Linked DNA regions of Mus musculus: region 1 is linked to region 2. A link is a contact called in public Hi-C data. All regions are on one chromosome and are shown on one strand. The core of a region is the stretch at or near the end of the contact, and the rest is flanking DNA. Distances in the headings are between cores, read along the strand shown. Region 1 has its middle 3.1 kb from the start of Gm35632. Region 2 overlaps Grik2 (glutamate receptor, ionotropic, kainate 2 (beta 2)).

Region 1 (6,097 bases), core at 524-3,023, 560 kb after region 2:
TGGTAAAAGGCAAGGTCATCTCTGAATATCTAAAGGATTCAGAGCAACCTCTTGCTATCACCTACAGGTTGGGCAGGTGACTAAAGCTTGGCTAATCTGATGATTCTGCCAGGCATTTGGAATTGCACACAAGTGACAAAAAGAAATAAAGACAGCTTGGGGTGCATTCCACGAAGCATCTACAAAGGTGGGGGTGGTGCTAGTGTGGCACAGTAGCAGTGGGTCCTTTCTAGGCTGTTCCTTTGTTGTGACCTTCACTATGTTCCTTGTTGCCTGCATTCCTGTCAGTTTGCTCAATCTCTAGGCCTCTCAACTAACCAGAGAGCTTCCTGATATATTGACAGCACAGCCCTCTTGCTGAAGTTAAGGTGAATCTCCCTCTGACACTTGCAGCAAAGCCCTGAATGATGCCTGGAGAATTCCCTACTGTAAGGGGCTACCAGTGATAACCAGCACGTTATTGTTCTGTGTCCTAAAATAATATTTGACAGGAATATATTAGCTACTCATAGTGTTTATTTGTATGTCAAAAGCCTTCATGGTTTTTAAGCATTGGACAGTTAGATCAGGATAAAAGAAAACATCAAAGATTTTTATCCTGGTCAGGCTATAATATATAATATTTTATAAACACTCAGTAAAAACTAAGAAAATGGATTTTTTTGGTAAATGATAAGATTTCTTCATAAAAAATAAACACTGAGAAAAACATTCCACATGTCCACTTCCACGTAAGTTGGGAAAAACTGTATCTAACCAGTGAAAGATTTTAGGAGCCACCAAAGCATGATTCCTGAGCCCAAGGCTCTGGATTCCAGTTCAGACTGTCTATGGAACAGCAAGGTTGTAAACCATCCTCCCTCGGCCCTATGGCATGTGTGTGCAGCTGGCGTTTGGTTACAGGGGTAATGGGAGAATCAGCTGAAGTCAGTGTGTGAGCACACTAATACAGTAAGGTGTGTGAACGACAGGCCCATCTGCCACTCAGCCCCACATAAGTGGTGTGTGCTGTACCTTTTTATACCTTCTTCCCACCCTCTTTTTCTTAAGCTTTCACATGAAGGTTTATTGGGAAGCTCAGCACAGCTGTTAGTATCCACCCCCACCCCCTCTCCTGGTCCCTTAAGGATTTCTTTAAAGGTAACTATGAGGTCCTGTGCCTCAGGCCCCAGGGGAGTCCATATGTTGTGCTACTGACATTGTCGCTTTCTTTTCTTTGTCACCTCTAATGAGAGTAAAGCAACCCTCACCTCCTCACCTTTGTCCTCTGAATAGCAGTAAGTGTGCTGCAGCGTGAAAAAGGACTTTGGTTGATAGAGTTAGCTGTTAGGGAAATGCTCTTAGGTCCTTTTCTGCCCTTTTAATATCTGGTCCCTTCCTCTTCTACTACCTATTTCCTCTCTATCATAACTAACTGGTTTAAAAAAAAATCCAACTGGAACTTCAAGCCTTGGACTGTTGAAGAAATGATCTCAGAGCTTTCCCCCGGTGACCTTGCCCGATTCATCACCATCTTCCCTCAGCTCACTGCTCCTTCTTTCTAACAGATGGCCTAACTCTTCATTCGGGTCCCTGCTTGCTTTCAGGGAACATTCTGGGCAATCTGTTTAAAAGACGAACCAAATCACTTTACCATTCCTTAAAAACTCACAGTCATTCACCTCTGCACTCAGAAAAAAAGAAAAATCTAAGCCCTGATCCTGTGACACATAAGATTCCTACATGTGTAGATCCAAATCCTCACCTGTCATCACTTCCAGCCTTCTGTCCTCTCCCATGCGAGCTGCCCTGTTCAGCCTTTGTTCCCTTCTGTGAATAAGCCCTCTGAAGTAGGACCTGTGGGTCAAGTTTCTCTCTGTACAAATAGTCTTTGTCCTCCCGTCTACTCTGTTATCTCCTACCAGCCTAGCACAGACCTACATGTACCCAAGAATTCACCATCCTTTCCTTCTGGTTCAGTCTCTACTGCACTATAAGGAGACAAAGTCGTCTCCTATTTATTTTGGCCTCTTTTATCTCACAACAGTCCACAAGGAGAACCAGCTCGCCTTTGTTTAACATGGTGTCCCTAGCACTGTAAGTAGTGCTTGAGACATGTCAGCTATGCAATAAATATTTCTACTGAATAGTTTAGTGAACGTATTCTGTGAAATTTAAATGAAAATTAGCAATATTGCCTATTTCAATCTCCCTTTCTCTGAAAACTCTTCTTGACTGAAGAGGTTTCTGTCGGGAAAAAAGAAACAATAGCTTCCTGGCTATCAGTGACTTCAGGTTCTTATAGTAAAAGGGACTTCAACATTTGCCCCATTACCAGTTGCCCAAATAACTACCAACACTCTCTTTTGCTGGCAGAATCCCTCATCTGTTTTAGATGAAGAAAACATTCATGGTTGTGCCACTAGAACAGACCGTAAAGACACTGCATACATTCTTAGACAATAGCTTACCACACATCAAGGTGATGAACATATCTGTATAATTTCACACCATTTTTCCCACTCCCCGAAACAGAGGGTCAGGAAGCCCTTTATTAACCAAGTTTGAATTTAGGAATGCAATGCCATATTTTTACAGTAGGAAGAAATGGTTCTTTTTTGGTTTTGGTTTTTTGTTTGTTTGTTTGTTTGTTTTTTGCATAGAATTCCAGTTTGAGTTCATGCACAGCCTTTTAATTCCCTAATGCAGAAAGGGAAAAAGGAAAGAAAAAAAAAAAACTAAATAATCAGCTTCTTAGAATATATACATAAGAAGCTCTGTTTAACCCTAAGCTATTTAACACTTCAGTGGTTTTATAAGCACCAGAGTCTCATTAAACCTTATGTGTGTGTCTTTGTGTGGGTAAGGCAAAGAGTGGCCTCAGGGTGATGACTGCCACACTGAACAATCACACTGACTAAGCTTAGGACTGAAATTAGGAGGCAAGCAACAGTGACATCTAGTGTGAGTAAGAAATGCTAAGATGGATAAACTCCAGTTCCTCCCAAAACAAAGGAAAAGCTACTGGAGAGATGAACACAGGTTAGCCTTACAAAAGTGATGCTGGTTGCAGAGGTAAAAGCAGAAGCAGCTACAACTGTCACTCCAGAGAGCCTACTCAAAGGCCTTTGCCTCCAAATGCTCTTTCAATTATACATTATTTCGGACTGTATCATCTTTCTACCTGGTTCTATAACTCATACGCACCCCTGCCTTTTGGACCCTGGAATCATCAAACGCTCCTCCCCTCTGCTTGGAATATTTTAAAGGGCATCTGGATGCCACCTTCCCTTTTAAGGAAAGAATTTGTTTGTATGTTTTCCCTTTGAACCTTCCCTACCTGCCTGCAGCAGGACAGCACACATTATCGAGGGTGTGCTCCACTGCAGACCTCTCAGAGAGTCTTTTCATTTGCCAACCAGACAGGTCACTCTAGCCCCATATTGGCTGAAACCATCTTTCAAAGACTTGCTCAATCACGGTCGTTTGTAGAGGATCACAGTTTCCCTAGGAACCATTATCATCTTCAGCATGTCACTTCAACAGCCTGCACATGGACTAGAGCTGCTTCAACATCTCCAAGGACGCTCTCTCTCCCCCTCAGCCACCCACTCCCATGGTCTTCGTTCCTCCAGGTTGGTTTCAAGTGCCTCTCGCCCAGCTTGTTCCTCCAGCAACAGTGAAATCTTCATTTGTGCTTTGCAGGCTTCTCCCTGGAGAGTTTCTACTTGCACTCACTGACTTCTCTGTGCAGCCCATACTCAAGGCCCACCATTCTCACTGCTTTCTTAATGTGCTCCCTATCCTAACTCCTTCCTCTGACCACTAGTCCTGAGGATAAAACAGCCCATCAACACCTATGGATAAGGAGAAAAATCACTCAACCAACCTGACTTATCCTGTGAAATTTGAAGGCAGGTGTAGATGTCACTACTGTGATTCTCCGCCACTGTTACTTTGTAACTCACCATGAATTCTTTTACACATACTTTCTCCTTACCTGAGTACATTACCCAGAGAATAAGAAAATCAATGATCTGCTTTATATTCTCAGTCTTAAACTCACAAAGCTTTGTTTATCTCAATTCATTTTCCCCTTCCTCTCTCCTACCAAAGTTCAGTTCCTACTTGTGTAGGAAATACCACAACCCTCCCCACCTCACCTTCTCAAGGACTTCAGTCAAATGTCTTCCCTGTTTGCTCAGTCATTTTCTCCTCTCTACTCTATCAGTCCTGTTTTGTGAAAACTCATAATGACATACTGAATCTAAAATGAGATAAATTAATCTATCCCAAAATTTTCTGTTCACGCATGTATAGCCAAATTCTTCAAAGGAAGCCGTCTACTTTTTCATCCCCTTTCCTTCCTCAAGTGACTTCTGTATATTTGTCCCCATTGTCCCAGTATGCATATTTTTATGTTTAACCACACAGAGGCATGAGACCTACCTACCCATCCCTTACTAAGGGGAAGAATCATTTTCTCCACTAAGAGGTGTGCTCTCTCCTTCATTGCTTATTACCTTCCTATACAAGTTAGGTCCCAGTTTTTCCTCTCAGCCCCACGCTCCCAGAAATAAAACTCAGACTCAAAATATATTTACAAAACCTAGGCCATTTAGCTTTGCTCTTCTCTGACTAGATCATAACTTATTATAACCTATTTACTCTGATCTACATTCTGCCTCATGGCTGGTTACCTGTGCTCAGTTCCCATGTGTCACATCTTCCTGGGAGAATCTGCCACATCTGGCACTATCCCAGAACTCTTTCTGCCTCTCACATGGGGTGTTCCACCTTCTGTTCTACCGTTTTGTGTAGGCTGTAAGGTTTTAATTTGCATCCAAACAAAACAAAAGATATTCTCTGTAAACCTTCCTTTTCAGTCTCTCACTCCCTAATACTAGGTCCATTAAAATGTTGAAATTCATCATGCTCAGCCCTGGTCTAGGTTTTTTTTTTTTTGTTTGTTTGTTTTTTTTTTGTTTTTTTTTTTTAATGAAAGTATATACACCTTGACTAGAAATATTTTTGTGAGTGTCTCCCAGAAACTTAGATTTCTTACAACAATCATAACTTACCATATAAACTCCTAAAACAACTACTTATTCCCAACTTTTAACTGTTTTATATGACACTCAATATCAATATGTTCAACCTTTTATCTCTCCTCCTTAGTCTCAATCTCAAGACACAACACCACTGTGTAACCTCAAAATTGTTTTAATTCTTCCTTTCTTTCTGCATCCCTTCCGGTATTCAGTAATTCTTTTTTTTTTTTAAATCCTTAAAATGTATCTTGCATTAGAGGCATTTTTGGCTTTTCCTTCCATATTCATGATCATCATTATCCCACTGGCTTTCTGCAACAGCTCCAGAATCTGTCACTTCCATAGGGACAATGGAACAGGATTTGGCAGGTTTTGAAGTTCATCACCTAATAATGTATAGTAGGCTTTCCCCCAAGTGTGGTTTCCTTTATTATGGAAACAATAGAATGAAAAATCATAATAAGCTGTATCACATACACGTTGAATGAAATAGTAAAACAGGATCAAGATAATGATAAACACATTCATAATACAGACAGACAGACAGACAGATAAAATTGTCAATATCCCATAGCAATTATAATATAGAGCATACTAGAAGGTGGAGAATGTTGTTTAATTAGGCCCTGATTTTCCTTGAAATTTCACAACTCACTGCTGTTGAGGACCTTGGCTCTGCTTTTGGAGAAGGTCTTACTTTTCTGTCCTTCATCAACCTAGCCACTTCTAAATGATAATTGGGAAAATGCCCCAAGCTTTTGGCACCAGAACTTCTTCCCATCAAGATATTTAGGAACCTAAAAATTATTTCCTGACTAAAAAACACCAAGAATGTGCCTAGTTCAGAATACATTACACCCAAACATGCTTATTTCAGTTTGGAAAGGACACCTCCCAACTCTATTGTTCCATTGTTTGATTTGTCTCTTACCTATGGTTCTTCCAAGATGAGCCTTTCCCCTCTCTCCTTTTTCTCTACCTGACCCCACAACCTGATTACAATTTAAACTTTATGTTCCATAAGATGAGCAACTGAGTTAAAGTTTTACTGCTGTACCTAGAATAGA
Region 2 (6,078 bases), core at 2,270-4,769:
GTGAAAATTTGAGTGAGGAAAAACTACAAATCAAAAAGCTCATTATTATTTTTTCTAACTATAGAATTATCATCTGTACAATACAATGCAGGAGTAAGAATAGATGTACAAGATTCACCCAAAAAGACCTCCAAAAGGAGACGTGGGAGAGATGTCTCAGAAAAGTGCTTGATAGGCAATCCAAAGAACGTTAGATTGATCCTTAGTGCATTGTTAAGAAGACAAGTGTACTGACATAGGCCTGTAATACCTGTGCTGAGGGGGGAGACACAAGAAAACCTGGAGCTTGCTGGTCGGCCAGTTTAGCTTAGGCAGGGAACCTCAAGTACAGGAGAAATACTGTGCCTCCAAAAGAAAGTTGAAGAGGGCTGTGTGATATTAACTTCTGTCCTCAACATATATACAAACACTTGAACACACACACACACACACACACACACACACAGAGAGAGAGAGAGAGAGAGAGAGAGAGAGAGAGAGAGAGAGAGAGAGAGAGAGAGAAGAGAAGAGAACGCATAAGTAGTAAAATAATCACATAAGCCCATTAAAGTATTGCCAGAGGGAAAGAAAAAAAAAGAAATCTAGAAACTCTGGGTTAATATTTAGGATTAGCATCTTAAAACCCAGGCAGTTAAAACCTCATTTCACTCTTTCAGCACCGAGAAACTGCTCAGGAATTTTTTTGCAATTCTGACATGCCATTTGAGATATTTCAACCGAAACTTCCTCAACTGCCAAATGATGACAGTGTGTGAGTTGATTTTTTTCCAACACTTTTATGAGCTTCCTCACAGTTTCATGCTATTCTTTTTTTCTACAATACTAGATGGTCTGTTCCTTCTACCTATAGTATAGGACCAGATACACAAACTGACTCAATCCCAGCCACTCCTTATACAGATAAGCCTGCTCACAGAACAAATTAAAATTCATCCAGAACTTTTCATTTTAGTTTATTTCCTCAGGTCAGCACGATGTTTGATGCTGAAGCTTTACCCACACCCTCCTAATGTATAACCCTTGCCACATTATCAGAAAGTGAGAGGCCCCTACAATCACATCTTGCCTGATAGGTTAATATATTGCTATTTCCTACTAGTATCCATTTGGCTTTTGTGACAAGATAGGATTCCAACAATGAAAAGAGCAAAGCTAACAGGACCAAAGCATAAATAGTTAGAAGGATTGTGTACAGGAATGTCCGCTTACATCTCTACATTCAAAATTCCTAACATGGGTCTGGCCAAGTTAGAGGTCACGTTGGTCTTGTTCACCTCTATTATCAGGACCTAAACTGTGCCAGGTTCTTTCTGGGAGCAGAAGCTTTTATTTGTTAAAGGAATCAACAAAAATAACTGCATGTCCATGAATAGTGGTTAAGTATATAGATTATTAAATGACACATCCTTAGCCTGGCATGCATCTAAAAACTAGTAAGGCTCAAAGTAACAGCATTCAAAAATGCAAAAAGGTTTTAGGGAATCAACAAGTGATCACCTCCAGTCATCTAGAGCCAAGATGTCACCCAAGCCACTAATTTTCCAATGTCATGCAAAGCATTCCCAAATAATCACATTAAAAATTGCCAGGAAAAAAAAACAGTTATAAAAAGAGAATTATTCTCTTCTTTTAAATTTCATTCTGAGTGGTTTTTTGGATAATGTATCAAGCACAACTTTCAGCATCTTGTGGCAGCAAGAATTTTGAGATCACACACATCAGATAAAGCTGTCCATTTTTGAACGCAGGGTAGTATCACGCGATGAGACATATGTGTTCAAGCCCAAGATTTTCAATACCATTCAAAACAAGGGGAATGCAGAAATAACAGCAAAATTCCCATGATCATAAAACTTACATGATTCTATCTCACTTTCAAAATAAATATAGCAGTCTTAAACTTCTATAATTAGGAAAGTAATATAGACATATATCCAAGGTATTCAACCACCCAGTGACAATATATGGTTTTGAAGAAACTATATCCACAGCAGGCTTGCACATAATTTTATAAATACATATACAAAATTATATATATATATATATATATATATATATATATATATATATATATATATATATAAAATAGTGACTATGCAGAAGCTAGTAACTATTAAAAAGGTAAAACTGGGGAAAATAATATTTAATTTTCCACTATAATAGTACTTTTACATTCCACATTCAGATAGCTGGTATAATTGAAGACAGCTTGGAACCCCTGAGGATATCCAAACTGTCACAATTGAAGAAAAGATTTAAGTATCCTGCAGTGTAAGACCTACTAAATGACATTACAAAGCTGATTCAAAATATCATCTTTGTTGGATTCTCAATATCCAATCTATGAACAATAGGCATAATTAAATACAGAAAGCTGTAAATTAAGCAAGCAAAATGATAGAGCAAATCATTTCACGTTCGCACCTGTGAAGTACAGTATACCGTTATTATTTCTCAAAGAACACAGAACAGGCTTCTGCATGGACAATTATCAAAAGGGTTCAGAGCAGCAGCAGCAGCTATAATGGACAATAGATTTCTTTTCAAAGACTAAAAAGATATCAATGAATGTAATTTTCAAGTCAAAGTGAGAATATACAGCTGCTGCCAAGGATTCTTTTTCATGTAGTTCAATGTTTCTGATTAAAATAAAAACTCAGGTCTCCTATTCTCAAGCCAGTAGTAACTAGACAACACACAGACAGCACGTGCACATGTGCACACACACACACACACACACACACACAAACTTGTGTATGTGTGCGCACACATACACAATGCAAGCTATAATTTTCTATGTCTAGGCAAAAGAGCTTTTTATGCATTTTTCTGTTCATGAGTACAGAAAATGTTTTGTGCAATAAAGTACCTGGCCGAAAGAAGACTATACGAAAGAAAGTGGTGTCTTGGTTAAAATGTAGTTTCTGGATATAGTGGAATTACTGCAAGACCTAATTGGCTACATTTTTGTGGTCTTAGGTAAGTTAATAATTTTCAATTTCTTTTCTCTTTTCTTTGGAATCTAAGGGTAATTATAGTTTCCCATAAAACTGGTCGAATAAGAAAAACTTAAAAGTAAGAATCTATATAAATTTCTGAAACACTGATGCATGGGAACCACTCAGCAAGTGCTATCTTTTATCTTTTGGTTTTAAATATATATTTGCAAATGTTACATATATATGTAACCAAGAACAAGATTTTAAATAGATGTCATTATCTTGGCACTTATATGGTTCAAAATCAAAATAGTAGAGATAGATGTCCCATCCATAAAATGGTTCACTATAATTTAAAAGAAAAGTGTTGCTTCACTGAAATCAGATGAAAATCCAACAAAAAATATTTTCTAATGTGTATTGGGAAAACCTTGGCAAGGTGAGCAAGGTCATTGCCAGCAGAGAGACAGTGTCACCTCCGGTTTGGATTAAACTGAAAGAGCCAAGGGAAAGATCTGCCAATGAGCCCACCATGAAGGAACATAAAACCACCTGCAATATCCATTCTAGCATCTGTCTCTGTGAAGTGCCAAGCCTCCTCCCCCACACCACCCAGCTGGACTCTTCCACACAGAGCAGTTCTACAGGCCATCATTTTTGTAATTCATTGTAGCTGGGCCTCTTACATTTGATTGTCCTAGAGGTATTCTGTGAATCCAGACACAGGAACTCACTCTCCTTTCATGCCACAATGGAAGCTGTACGTGCTTGTGCCTCTAATTCAATGCCTGCCAAAATGACAGACCAATCCATGGATTCAATCATTGAACCCATTTAGTATCCCCCAAATCTATCCTCAAAGCTGCCCTAAAGAAAATGATGGACATTAGGTTTGTCATCCACTCATTGGCCATTTTCAAATATGGATCAAATTAGAGAAGGAACAATGTACTATGTTTGAGGAAACAATGCAGCTACAAGGGTTTTGTTGAGACAATGAGGTCATGATGAACTCAGAGGAATCATGACATTTCTTAATTTCCATGTCTATGTCAGAATAATGATGTTACACACTTTATATGGCTTTTAGAAAGAGTAACTGATATAGTAAGTGTGGAGTGTTTACATAAGTTTCTCAAAGTCCTAAATATACTATAACTGTTAATAAAATCATAATCAAGGATATGACTAAGTAGACTATGGTAATAGCTATGTTGAAAGCAATAGACCACCCAGGTGCCACCATGTTGCAACTAACATATGTTTGTAATTTAGAGAAGGATCATTAAAAAATTTCTCTGCTTTCACTGGTATTACACCTCATATAAAAAAAAGAGTCAAATGCAATAATGTACATAAAAGGAATCCACTTCAGAATGAAACATGAGATAAAGTAGCTAAAATTAATGAGAGTTACAGGAAAATAGAAAAGGCAGAATGTGAAAGGTCCTAAAACTACATATGTATTAACTAGCTTAATTTAGGAAGTAATAAAATAGTGTAAATATTCATACACACCAATGCTGCAATCATTGCGTGTAGGTCACTTGTATTTTTGAACAAAGTATGAAAATGTCAAAGGGAACTCGTTATTGTACAATTGTCTTGACAATAAAAATAACAAATATATATATATGTATATATATATACATATATATACATATACAAACTTGTATATATATATATATATATGTATATATATATATATATATAATTTAGATCATACAGAACTCCAACAATTCTGTATGTTAAGATCTCTTGTTCTGTCTTAAAACTAGAATACGGAATTATTAAGAAATACTTTGCTGAAAATCTCATGCTGTAAAGTGACTTTTTATTAGCAAAGGAAAGAAAATGGAAAATGACAAAGTAATTTCACATCTTGAATTTGTTTCCAGTCTTCCCTTTAATCTTCCTTACTGTAGTGCCTTCCAAATATAAAATAGAAGACATCCATAATAACTTTAAACTTAAAAGACAAAGTAGAGATAAAGTATGGAATATGTTCACAGAACCAGCATCGGGACACCAGGTTAATCACTCTGCAATGCTACTGTGCAATGCTTAAGTGAAAAGATTCTGATCTGTGAAAGAAACATTTATCACTCTGGCTGAAATCACTTTTAGGAGAACTGTAATAGTCATATTCTTTCAGCACTAAATATGTAAACTCTAGAAAACTGTTTTCCATGTTTATTGTTTTCACATTTCAATATTACACTGGGCTTTTTTATATTAATGACAACAATCATGAAATTTTATGCAGCATAGTTTTTTTTTGTTGTTGTTCTTGTTTGTTTTGTTGTTTTTGGGGGGTTGTTTGTTTGTTTGTTTTTGTTTGTTTGTTTGTTTTGGTTTTTGGTTTTTCGAGACAGGGTTTCTCTGTACAGCCCTGGCTGTCCTGGAACTTACTTTGTAAACCAGGCTGGCCTTGAACTCAGAAATCCGCCTGCCTCTGCCTCTGCCTCCCAAGTGCTGGGATTAAAGGTGTATGCCACCACGCCCTGCTTTTATACAGCAGAGTTAACAGTTGAGTAAAGACTTTATTTGACTTTGTGGAGTGGGGGAGATGGGTATGGTACTTGGTAAAGAGGAACAGGAGCAACAGAAAGATTTGTCCAGGGAATGTACTAAGTACTATATGGTAGGGAAAATAAGAAAAATAAGTAGATTGAATAGAAATAAGACAGGAAAATAAAATGAAAGAATAAAAATACAATTTGTGATAATGCCAATTATATAATTAATCTAAGAGCTTTATGTTTATCCAAAGAGTTTTTAGGAAATTGCTGTCGTTAGGAATGGAGCTTCCAACCTGGATTATGTAGCCATTCTCCTAGTATGTCAACATTGAAAAGATTCACTCAGTTGAGGCCCGCCTGTTCATGGTAAAAGGTGTCATCCATATCTGCACCATATTTGTTTACTACTTTGCTAATGATATATTTCTCATATTCTCAAAAATCAAGTTGTATCCATTGAAAGAACATAAATTCACTTTTCTGTTTTACTATTGTACAATGTTACATGTTCTCAGACATTTCTCAGGTTGGTGCAGCCCTGTGCTATACATGACTCAGAATAAACACAGTAGAGCCTGGTTAGATTTTATTAAGAGTGTAAGAACATTTTTCTTTTA

The links. A called contact is a pair of places that touch in the nucleus more often than the background predicts.
Region 1: a contact with region 2 is called in a Hi-C map of cerebellar granule neurons, with 2.7 times the contacts expected there. The contact joins two enhancer-like sites. A contact is called at or near these places in 2 of 484 Hi-C or Micro-C datasets (cerebellar granule neurons and cerebellum).

What each region holds. Positions count from the first base shown.
Region 1 is chr10:50,197,163-50,203,259 of GRCm38.p6, forward strand. No RefSeq gene overlaps it. Among named protein-coding and RNA genes, the nearest start is that of Gm35632, 3.1 kb to the right of the region's middle. Within about 2 kb of position 1,774, at least 8 of the 459 cell types and tissues checked have an H3K27ac peak or open chromatin away from gene starts, as enhancers often do. A contact at or near this core is called in cerebellar granule neurons, where this site is marked.
Region 2 is chr10:49,636,587-49,642,664 of GRCm38.p6, forward strand. The region is part of intron 2 of Grik2 (glutamate receptor, ionotropic, kainate 2 (beta 2)); the gene reads right to left. Among named protein-coding and RNA genes, the nearest start is that of Grik2, 150 kb to the right of the region's middle. Within about 2 kb of position 3,520, at least 7 of the 459 cell types and tissues checked have an H3K27ac peak or open chromatin away from gene starts, as enhancers often do. A contact at or near this core is called in cerebellar granule neurons, where this site is marked.